Regions from separate parts of the Mus musculus genome. Here region 2 is linked to region 1. Evidence: chromatin contacts called from public promoter capture Hi-C data. All regions are on one chromosome and are shown on one strand. Each heading gives the region's core, a stretch centred on a gene start, on an enhancer-like site or on the middle of the called end of the contact. The rest is flanking DNA. Distances are from core to core; before and after follow the strand shown.

Region 1 (5,166 bases), core at 1,779-4,278:
ACACATCATAGCCAAACTGACTGAAAGATAGAGGAAAAACTATAAAAGCACCAGAAGAACAAACATAGAAATTGTACTTTAAGTGTATATAGCTTATTATATCATTGATATGAGTATAAAACCTTAAAATGAGAAAATTAATTTTTAAAATGAAAGTGTTTAAGAATGTGTTTAGGGAGAAAACATGAAGTGGTTATCCGGTGGGGAGGCAAAGTACACGGTGAGAAATCGAGGGACATCAGGGAGGGTGGTGTCTAAAGACAGGGCAGTCACTATATGGGTTCACTGTACCGGCTGGTCCTAACATTCTAAATGGATGATAGACATCCTTTTGTATATAGAATGTAGTGTGCAATTTTTGAAACTAAAGTAGCTTTTAAGAAAAGTTACTGTCTTCCTTCTAGATACTTTCATTCTGAAACTGACAATACAGATAGTTCTTGTGACAAGTAATTAGAGTTTTGATATGTGTGTGAGGGTGCATATTGACCAGAGGTGGACATTGGGTGTGTTCTGTAGTCATTTTCCACCTTGTTTTTTGGCAACAGAGTCAGTGAACCAAGAGCTCACTAATTTGTCTGGGTTCACTGTCCAGAGAGGTCCAGGAATCTGTCTGCCTTTACCTACCTGGCACTGGGATTACAAACATGCACTGTGCCCAGCCTTTTATGTGGGATCTGCCTGGCTTTTTATGTGGGTATTGGGCATCCAACTCATGTCCTCATGCCAACACAGCAAGTATTTAACTGAATGAACATCCCCCCAACCCCATGATTCAGATTTCTGTAAAAGAACTCAATAGTGTCCCTATGCTAGTAGGATGGTGGTGTGGGAATTATCCTCTGTTTCAGAGTTACAAAGGTTAGGATAATAAGATATATTGTCCTTGTACAGCTGTGAGGTTTATGCCACTAAGTTACTCTACTGTGGCACACATTCCATGTGCTTGCTGTCGTCTTTTACTCAGAGTTCTGTTTTCTGTCCACAGCCTGCACCAGCATGGACTACTTTTAGAGTTGGCCTATTTTGTGGAATATTCATTGTGCTGAATATTACCCTTGTGTTTGCAGGTAATTCTTTCCTTTTAACTCATTTGTTCCTATAATGTTTATGTCATATTCTGTCCTTCTGTAAAGACTCAGCATATCTACCAAAATCACTGTAAGAAGTTTGTGGGGTGGTTTTAGACATTTGTTTATTTTTCCTTTGGGATATAATTTTGTAGAACATTGATGTCTATTTACTATCATTTTCTAGTCTTTAATTTCAGGAGTTTTAGAGTTCAGTTATTAAGAACTTAACCCTGGGCCAGGAAGATGTCTAACGATGCTTGCTACCCAGTCTACTGATTTTTTGACCCCTTCATGTTAGAAGAAGAAATCTGACTCCCAGAAATTGTCGCCTGACATCTTTGTGTATGACATGGTATATGCGCACATGCACACACTAAGTAAAAAGTGTAATTAATATAAGAACTTGTTTTCTTTGTTATAGATGAAGATAAATATATTACAAAGTTCATTCACTAACCCTTATTTATTCTGCTTATTATAGAGACTCCTCACATTTCCCCAGAATCTGCTTATACCTGCTCTGCATGCAGTCTTTAGAGGCTTAGCTATGTAGTTTTCAAGTCAGTGAAATCTAAATGTAGGATTGGGGTTGGAGCTTAGGTGATAATGCTTGCCTAGCATGTGTGAAGTCCTGTGTTCAGTCTCCAGTACTGCATAAAACCAGGTGTAGTAGCACAAACCTGTAATCCCAGCATTTAGGAAGGAGAGGTACAAAGATCAGGAGTTCAAGAATTTCCTCAGCTACATAGTATATGAGTGTGTTTGAGGCTAGCCTGGGATAAATGAGGTCCTATCTCAAAAAATAAAACAAACCCACACCCAAAGAAATTAAAAAGGAATTTCTATAAGAGCAACAATAGTCTCAGCTTTAAGAAATAATATAGTGCCAAGCAACAGGTAGTCTTACAAAGCCTGCCTAAGAATTTGAGCAGCCCTTCAGTAGCATTTCACCTTGCCACAACTGGAAAACCTTCAAATGTCCCACCTGTTTTTCCTATTAAATTTCTTTAGGATTTCTTTTCTAGTTTCTTTCCCAAGTCATAGAGTTCTTTGTGGCATTGAAATGTTGGATAGATGGACCGGGCATGGTGGCGCACGCCTTTAATCCCAGCACCTGGAAGGCAGAGGCAGGCGGATTTCTGAGTTCGAGGCCAGCCTGGTCTACAGAGTTCCAGGACAGCCAGGGCTATACAGAGAAACCCTGTCTCGAAAAACCAAAACCAAAAAAAAAGGAAGAAATGTTGGATAGTTCCAGTATATTCAGTTCTCATGTTTCTGCTTTCTATGTTAATTTTCTATCTAGGCAAATTATTCAAGCTTATGGCTACAAATACTATCTATATGCTAATGACTCGCAAGTATATATTCACTCTCCTCTGAAAAAGATCTAATTGACTGTTTGGCTATCTAATAGGCATTTCCCATTAAATAGACAAAATGACCCTTGATTTTGTTTTTTAAGTCCCCAGATAAAGCTCAAAAGTCCCTATTTACCACCGTGTTAGCTGAAATCATCAAAGCAAAAAAAAAAAAAAGAAAGACTTATTTTGGCTCATGGTTGTAAAGATTTTAGTCCTTGATCACTTGGCCCTGATACTTCAGGCCTGTGGCAAGGCAGAACTTCATGGTGATCACAGTATTAGAGAGCCAAGTTGCTCACTGAGCCTGACCTGTCTCTCCCTCCCAGCAAACTACAAGCTGGGGAACAGCACACATGACCTTTGGCTAACACTTAGACTCCAAACATCTTTCATGTTTCATATTTGATATTTCATATCAAGAAATCTTATTGCTGTGTCTTCATACTGTTTGAATTTTATCACTTATCACTCCATCCATCAGTACTGTCTTTGTCTGAAGAGTCATTTCTTGTTTACTGTATAACAGTATGCATTCACTGTAGCCCTCTTCTAACCACAAGTCTGTGGGCGGTGGTTTTCTTTCCCTGGTTCTCCTTTCCTCAGCCCCTCCCCCACCAGAGTAAACAAGGCCTTCAAGGATATTGCACTTGAGATGTTTGTTACTTCCTATCCTGTCTTTCTCCCCTGAGTTCACTCAGATGTATTTACTTTTCTTTGAACACATTTGTTGCCTAAGGAGCTCTTTCCCAGGGTGTCTATTTGTCTTATTCCTTCCCTTCATTTAGATCTCTATTCAATGCTGTCTTTTCAGTGAGACCCTATACCAAAATAGTCTCTTCTGTATTTTCTATCCCTTCAGCTTACATTAGCTTTCTTGAGATGCTTGTGATATGACAGTGCATCCCGTACTCATGTCTCTAATCCCCACTAGTGTATGAGCAATATTTGGACTTGATCCCAAACACCTCGATGCCTGGGCTTTTGTCTCTGTACTGGAACACTACATGGAGCATAATAGGAGTTTAACAAGTATTGAGGAAGTCTGAATGGATAGAAGAGAAAACCAGTTGAGATTAAATGATGTACAGAATTTTATTATTTCTTGCAAGCATTCTCCTCAGCATTGCCTGTTTTACATTATAAAGTTATAACCCTAGTTGCAAGGGCTTTTACACGAACTCTCCTATTGACAGTATGCTTTCATTGTATTATTAGTTCTCTGGATAGAGCGACGGCTCAGCCATTACTCACAACCAAAACTTTGAGAGTTCTCCTTCCTACCAGTTGCAAAAAAGTATTATGCATCCATAGCATACAAATTAATATTTGTGATTTATGATAATTTTGTAACCTGTTTCTGTGTATATAGGGTAATTATAGTTTATTTGTATAAAATATATTAAAATTCTACAGTTCCAACATTCACCTAGATTGTCAAGCTAGCTGCCATGGGAAGAACATAAATCCTGCTTGAGGCTCAGTTACAGCTCCATCATTGGCTGTTAGTTGGTTGCATGGACAGCTGTTCTTTTCTAAAACAGTTTCCTCATCTACTCAATGAACTCAGTACCTTAAACTTACAGGATTCTTGAGAATTTATTTTTATTTGTTCATCCTTAAGTAGTTTTTTTTTAAGAGAATTATTTATTATGTATATGAGTACACTGTAGCTGTCTTCAGACACACTAGAAGAGGGCGTCAGATACCATTACAGATGGTTGTGAGCCATCATGTGGTTGCTGGGAATTGAACTCAGGACCTCTGGAAGAGCAGTCAGTGCTCTTAATTGCTGAGCCGTCTCTCCAGCTCCCTAAGTAGCTTTAAAATCTGGTGTGTGGGGGTGGGGGTGTGTGTGTGCGCGCGCGCATGCATGTATTTTGCATAAATGTAAATGTAAGTACAGTCACATGCCACTGCACAGGTAAAGGATAAGGACCACATCAGGCATCACTCCATCTTGTTTTGAAGCAGGATTTCTTTATTGTTTACCTCTGCTGTGCCAGACAAGCTGGCCTACAAGCTTCCAAGATTCTCCTATCTCCGCCTGCCATCTTGTTGCTGGAGCATAGGGATTATAGATCTGTTGTTATAAAATTATGTGGCTCCCTTGCACTCAAACTCAGAGCCTCTCACTTGCACCATAAACTCTTTGCTCACTGTGCCATCTCCCAGTCAACCCACAAGTCACTTTTATGTGTCTCATGACTGCCCTTGGTACCCATGAGTCTTCAGACAAAAAATAAAAAATAAAAGAAGTGTGGGGTGCGGGGGAGTGAGTTGTGTAGCTCAGTAACTGAATGCTTGCCTGTCATAAATGGACTCCTGAGTTCAGTCCCCAGTACTGAAAAACCAGGAGAAATCAATCCTTAAGAGCTTAAGTAAGACAAGGGAAGAAGCAGATGGCTTTCTTTTCATGTGAATTAAATGGAAAGGGGTTTTGTTTGTGTTTTATTCTTTAGCTGAGTTCTTAGTAAGCATAGACTATAATATTGTGACGGTTTGACTTCTCAATGCATGCAATTTATACACCTAGCATTGAGCATTCAGTTCTAGCCTCACAGCCCTTTATTTGTTTGATTTCCGTGCGTATTGGTGAGGGGGAGGGTAAACAGATAAAAAAGCCAGCTGTCTATCTTTATTTATCTCCCCTCGGGTACTGAGGAGATAGCAGTGTGGAGAGGCAGAGGGACACACAGCAGTAGTAATGCATGTACAAGCACGGCTCTTTTCTT
Region 2 (4,931 bases), core at 762-3,261, 95 kb before region 1:
GATTTTGTGTCTGGCTAGGCAGCTGGGCTTTGAGTCAGGCTGGAGAAAAACTAGGAATTATTGGTTTTAGAACTAGTACTAAGGATTTCATCTTTCCTTCAATCGGACCACAGTTCCTGAATCTTACATACAATTAAGGCATGGGAGGGCTGTGCTGTGGCAACAGTGTTCCCAATGTCTAATGTTCCCTTTCGCCTGTGTTTCTCTCCTGGCACTGTACTGTTTTAGAAGAGGGGACATTTTTTTGATGGGCAGAGGATTACCAGTGTGAAGGAGACCTTCACCTTCTTTTCTTCTCTTTGGCTTTGCTTATCCTTTCTATCTTTTTAAAAGAGATGCACACTTCTTATTTTTTAAAAAGATTTATTTATTTATCTTATGTATATGAGTACACTGTAGCTGTACAGATGGTTGTGAGCCATTGTGTGGTTGCTGGGAATTGAACTCAGGACCTCTGCTAGCTCTGAGGCCCCTCTCACTCCAGCCCAAAGATTTTATTTATTGTTATATGTAAGTACACTACAGCTGTCTTCAGATACACCAGAAGAGGGTGTCAGATCTCATTACAGATGGTTGTGAGCCACCATGTGGATGCCGGGATTTGAACTCAGGACCTTCGGAAGAGCAGTCAGTGCTCTTAACCACTGAGACATCTTTCCAGGCCCCACTTATGATTTTTAACTAAGAATATATGTGTGAGTCTGTGTGTGGGTACTTGTATGTGAGTGCAGGTAGGTGTCCTTGGGTGCCACAAACATCCCCAGAGTTGGAGTTAGAGGTGGTTATGAGCTGCTTGCTGCTTGACATGGATTCTGGGAATGAAACTTAGGTCGCTCTTCGGAGCCATCTCTCCAGCCCCCTGACGATTCTTTCACCAGAGGCTGAGGCTTCTGTTCAAACATTTGCCAGAAAGATGTGCTTTTTCTGAGCAAGCCTCATACCCTCTCTTTCTCTTGAAGAAACATTCATAAAACCTTATTAGAAAGGGGAATTTAGAGGAAGGGAAGGAGGAAAAACATATGGCGTTTTGAAGTATGTGTGTGTGTGTGTGTGTGTGTGTGTGTGTTGGGAAGTCAACAGGGATCTATATTGTCACAGGTACAATACTTCCTTAGCAAACCTTTGAGTCTCATCAAAGTTGTAAGAGTTAAAGAGGATAAAGTTACATGTAAGGAGTTTAGAACAGTGCTTGGTACAGGGACAAGAATAGACACACTTAAAAAGAGAGTCAGCTACTATGTTATCCAGGGCTCCACCATCCAAGGTGAGACCTGGGCTTTTCCCTCAGATAAGTCCTTCAGGGCAGTCACTCTCACATGGAATATGGTACTTTGCTGCCTCTGTGGTATCTTTCCAGAGGTCAGCCTGGATACAGGACTGTCACACAGGGACTGGGTGAGGAGAGGATTCTCTTTCTTCTCAGCATTGTTTTCCCTCTCAAGTTTGCCCCCCACTCCCAGTCAGCTGTATCACAAAGTGTCAATCCTGGTTTGTATCTAGATGTTTTGGCCTTTCTGGTAGCACTAGGACTAATTAGACAATTACATTGAGATACAGAAGCAGCACAAACTTTCTGGCACTGACATTTTAAATTGAAAGCAAGCATTTATTGAGCATCTACAGCATGCAAATACAGTTCCCTTAAATACAATTGGCTCTTAACTGTTTCAACTACTCAATTTGGACCACTGCTGATTTATCTTTAAGGGTTTTATGAAGAATCAATATTAAAATGGAAATAATATTTGCACAGTTCTCTGCAAATATCAGCGTCTTGTGTGGATTATTGTTGCTCCAGTACCAATATTAATTGCAGTAGCAACATTGTTGTTTTTCCCAGGCAGAGTGTAGAAAGCAGCTGTAGGCAGACTGGAGGCAGGCGGAAGAGGTCAGGGGAGGTGCCTTCCCACGTCCGGCCCAAAGGGGCGGAGCAAGAAGGAAAGCCCCTGAGGCCACGCCCCACCCCGCCCCCTCCGTCGGAGCGGCGTAGGCGGTTACCATGGCGATGACGTCTAGAGGGCGGGGCGGGGCGGGGCTATGGAGAGGAGGAGGAAGATGGCGGGAGGGCGGCTCTGAGGAGACCTCGGCGGCGGCGGAGGAGGAGAGAAGCGCAGCTTCGCGCAGCGCCGGGGCCCATGTGGGGAGGAGTCGGAGTCGCTGTTGCCGCCGCCGCCGCCTGTAGCTGCCAGAGCCGGGTGGGAGTGAGGGGGACGCGGCAGGATGAAGTTCGCCGAGCACCTCTCCGCGCACATCACTCCCGAGTGGAGGAAGCAGTACATCCAGTATGAGGTACCTGGGGCTGCTGTGGTTGGGGCGGGCTCGGAGGGGCTGTCATCTCCCTAGCTGCGACCTCCGCCGCTGCCTTGAGCTCCCCGGCCCGGGCGGACTTTGACCCACCGCCGCGGGGAGCCACTGCGGCATCCCCGGCGCTGCTGGCCCCCGGCGGCCAGGCCGTCCTTCCCCTCCCCCGCAGCCCTCTGCCGCCGGGGTAACGGATATGCAGGCGGCGGCGAGAGGAAGGGCACTGCCGGGCTGGGGCTGGGGAATGGTGGTGGGAGGCCAAGCCGCAGGTGCGACGGCGGCCCGGGGTCGCGGCGGTTCGGCGCCACCCCCTCCCCACTCACCCTGACCTCCGGTCCCCACCGCCAGAGATCACCCCCTCTGCCAAGGTTAGGTGCTTCTCGCTGCTCACCTCTCGCCAGAGAATCGAGCTCTTGCAAGATAAACCCCTCCAGCGATTGCCTTCAGTCCACCCAGCCCCGTCGGCTTACCTCCACTTGCTCACTGTTGACAAAGGCTTTGTAACAGGATTGAAACTTGGTGAAATGTGTATCGCCTAATGCAGTGGTTATAGTTTTCAAAAGCATTGAGCCAATAGTTCTGTTTTGATAAGGAGACGGTTGTCTCTGTCTTTGTACTGACTGCACGAACTATACAGAATAATCACATCTTTGGCTTTTCACTCTTCTCTGGTTTTGGAATGGAGGGAAGAGAAAGGAGGGAAGAGAATTATTTAAAATTTCAGGTTTTCTGCTAAGTTTTTGGTAGGGAGAAAAATCACTGTATTGTGAATACAGTACCTTACTTGTGTATTGCACGAGACATGTTCCTCCTTTCAGTTTCTTCCTCTTGCAAGGCTTTTGGAGGGTTTTTAAATACATGTTTTAAGGAACCTTGCATCAATATTGGGAAAAGTAAAGACAGTGCAAACCACTCATATACTTAAAAGGTAGGATACCTGAAAGGCATTTATTTATTTATTTATTTATTTATTTATTTATTTATTTATTTATTTATTTATTTATTTGAAGCTTGCAATAGGTTATTCTCAGAAGCTAGTAGTTCAGCTCCTGGAGAGAGAAAAGACAGCGGGTCTGTAACCTCCAGGAATTCACATCTATGGTATGAGCAGGAACAAAGAGTATAAAATCAATAGGAACATGCACACACATACTAGCTAGGTTTTATGGATTAAAATATTTTGGATTTCCTTTTTAACTTTTATATGAATTTAGTGATAGGATGTTTAGGCAACAGCAGTCAGTCATTTATTCATATAGCCTGTGTAATAATTGAAGACCAGGGAAAGGGATAGTTAGGTTAAATAGAATCTTGAAGATTGTAAAATAAGTTTGTTTGTAATATATTGTATTTAATGGCAGAAACGAATGGCTCATTACTAATACTCTCTTGTCAGTTTCCTTGTAACCTTCCTCTGCCGCATTCTGGAAGAAAAGGTCCTAACAGTTCAGGCTGTGGAGTTGTTGATTTATTGTTTGTAATAACATTCAGTCAGTTTTAAAGCCTTGGCTAGAATCCAGATGGTGGGTTCCACTGAAAGAAGGGCACTGGGTTTTCATCTTCCTCCTACCACTTTGAGCACCGCTGCCAGCTCTTCCCAGAGGTTAGTGCTGTAGCATGCTGGAGAGCTTATTACTGTACAGTATGGGGTGCTTGCTTTTGGTCAGAGGAACCGGACTTGGATATATCCCTGTGATATATATCTAAGTATTTTAACTTTGACTATTTTATAGAATTAATGTGGACTATCTTGGACTAGAAGGGGAAGCCTGATATAGTTTAAAAATTCGATTAACCCTTGATTTGTAATGTCAGCTTTGTGGCTGGAGTATCCACGGTGACTCGAGACTCCTCAATGTACACAGTCTATTTGGTTACTATTATTTCTAAATGGTTACTCTAGATTGGTCACAGTGGGACAGAATTCCTGTGCTTCTGAGTGACTGCATTATCTTTCTCAGACCAATTATAAATGACTTTTTGAAAAATTCATTTATTGTAGATAATTGAAATTTGATTCTACAGAGATTCCCCTACTATGTAGCTCCTACCTCAGTAATTTCATCGTTCCATAGGCAAGATGAAAAATAAGGGGCCTTTTTTCTTTGTAAGTTGGAAGCATTAAAGACATTTGCATGGGATTGCAGTCTTTGTGTTGTGTATTATTTCAAAGACTTGGTGCTATTCCTTTAAAAATAGCATAAAGGTATGAGTAAGAATTTTTAAGATCTGGAAATGTTAGAATGTTAGCTACTTTAAAACATCAGGGAAGAGACCCTGTTTCCTTCCTCCACCCCCCCCAAAAAAAAACAGGGATAAAAGGTATCTATATTTAAAAGTTAGCTTTTGCTAGGGGAAAAGACCTTCACTTAATTTTTTGTAATATGTATTTTTACATAGTTGAAAATGATGCTCTCTAAAACAGTTATCAGAACAGACTTGGATTTTTCAAGCCTTGGTGATGAAATTTTGATGTATTACCCTTAGTTCAAGCCTAGGTTGCCTTCTAGTGCCCTGAGCCAGCATGCACTGGTCAGCTTCTTTGTTTACGTCCGTTTATTAAATATTACTTGAATCAGGAGGAGCTTCAGATAGGAACTGATTATTTTGTTTATATCTATAATTCTATG

Evidence for each region. Promoter capture Hi-C pulls out the DNA fragments that hold promoters and counts their contacts.
Region 2: a contact with region 1 is called in a promoter capture Hi-C map of the HPC-7 cell line. The contact joins the promoter of Xpr1 here to the enhancer-like site in region 1. A contact is called at or near these places in 9 of 39 promoter capture datasets (the 3T3-L1 cell line, the C10 cell line, the HPC-7 cell line and 4 more), 6 of 484 Hi-C or Micro-C datasets (the G1E-ER4 cell line, astrocytes, beige adipocytes and 3 more), 10 of 115 datasets of contacts at active chromatin or transcription factors (the 230-238 cell line, the HPC-7 cell line, the SCID.adh cell line and 7 more) and 3 of 9 other capture datasets (adipose tissue, liver and pancreatic islet).

What each region holds. Positions count from the first base shown.
Region 1 is chr1:155,320,218-155,325,383 of GRCm38.p6, reverse strand. It overlaps Xpr1 (xenotropic and polytropic retrovirus receptor 1), which reads left to right. Exons shown (of 15, transcript NM_011273.2): 7 at 989-1,070. Among named protein-coding and RNA genes, the nearest start is that of BC034090, 78 kb to the right of the region's middle. Within about 2 kb of position 3,028, at least 28 of the 459 cell types and tissues checked have an H3K27ac peak or open chromatin away from gene starts, as enhancers often do. A contact at or near this core is called in the G1E-ER4 cell line, the HPC-7 cell line, the SCID.adh cell line and 1 more, where this site is marked.
Region 2 is chr1:155,414,524-155,419,454 of GRCm38.p6, reverse strand. Xpr1 (xenotropic and polytropic retrovirus receptor 1) reads left to right here and starts at 2,011. Exons shown (of 15, transcript NM_011273.2): 1 at 2,011-2,289. The coding sequence starts at 2,221.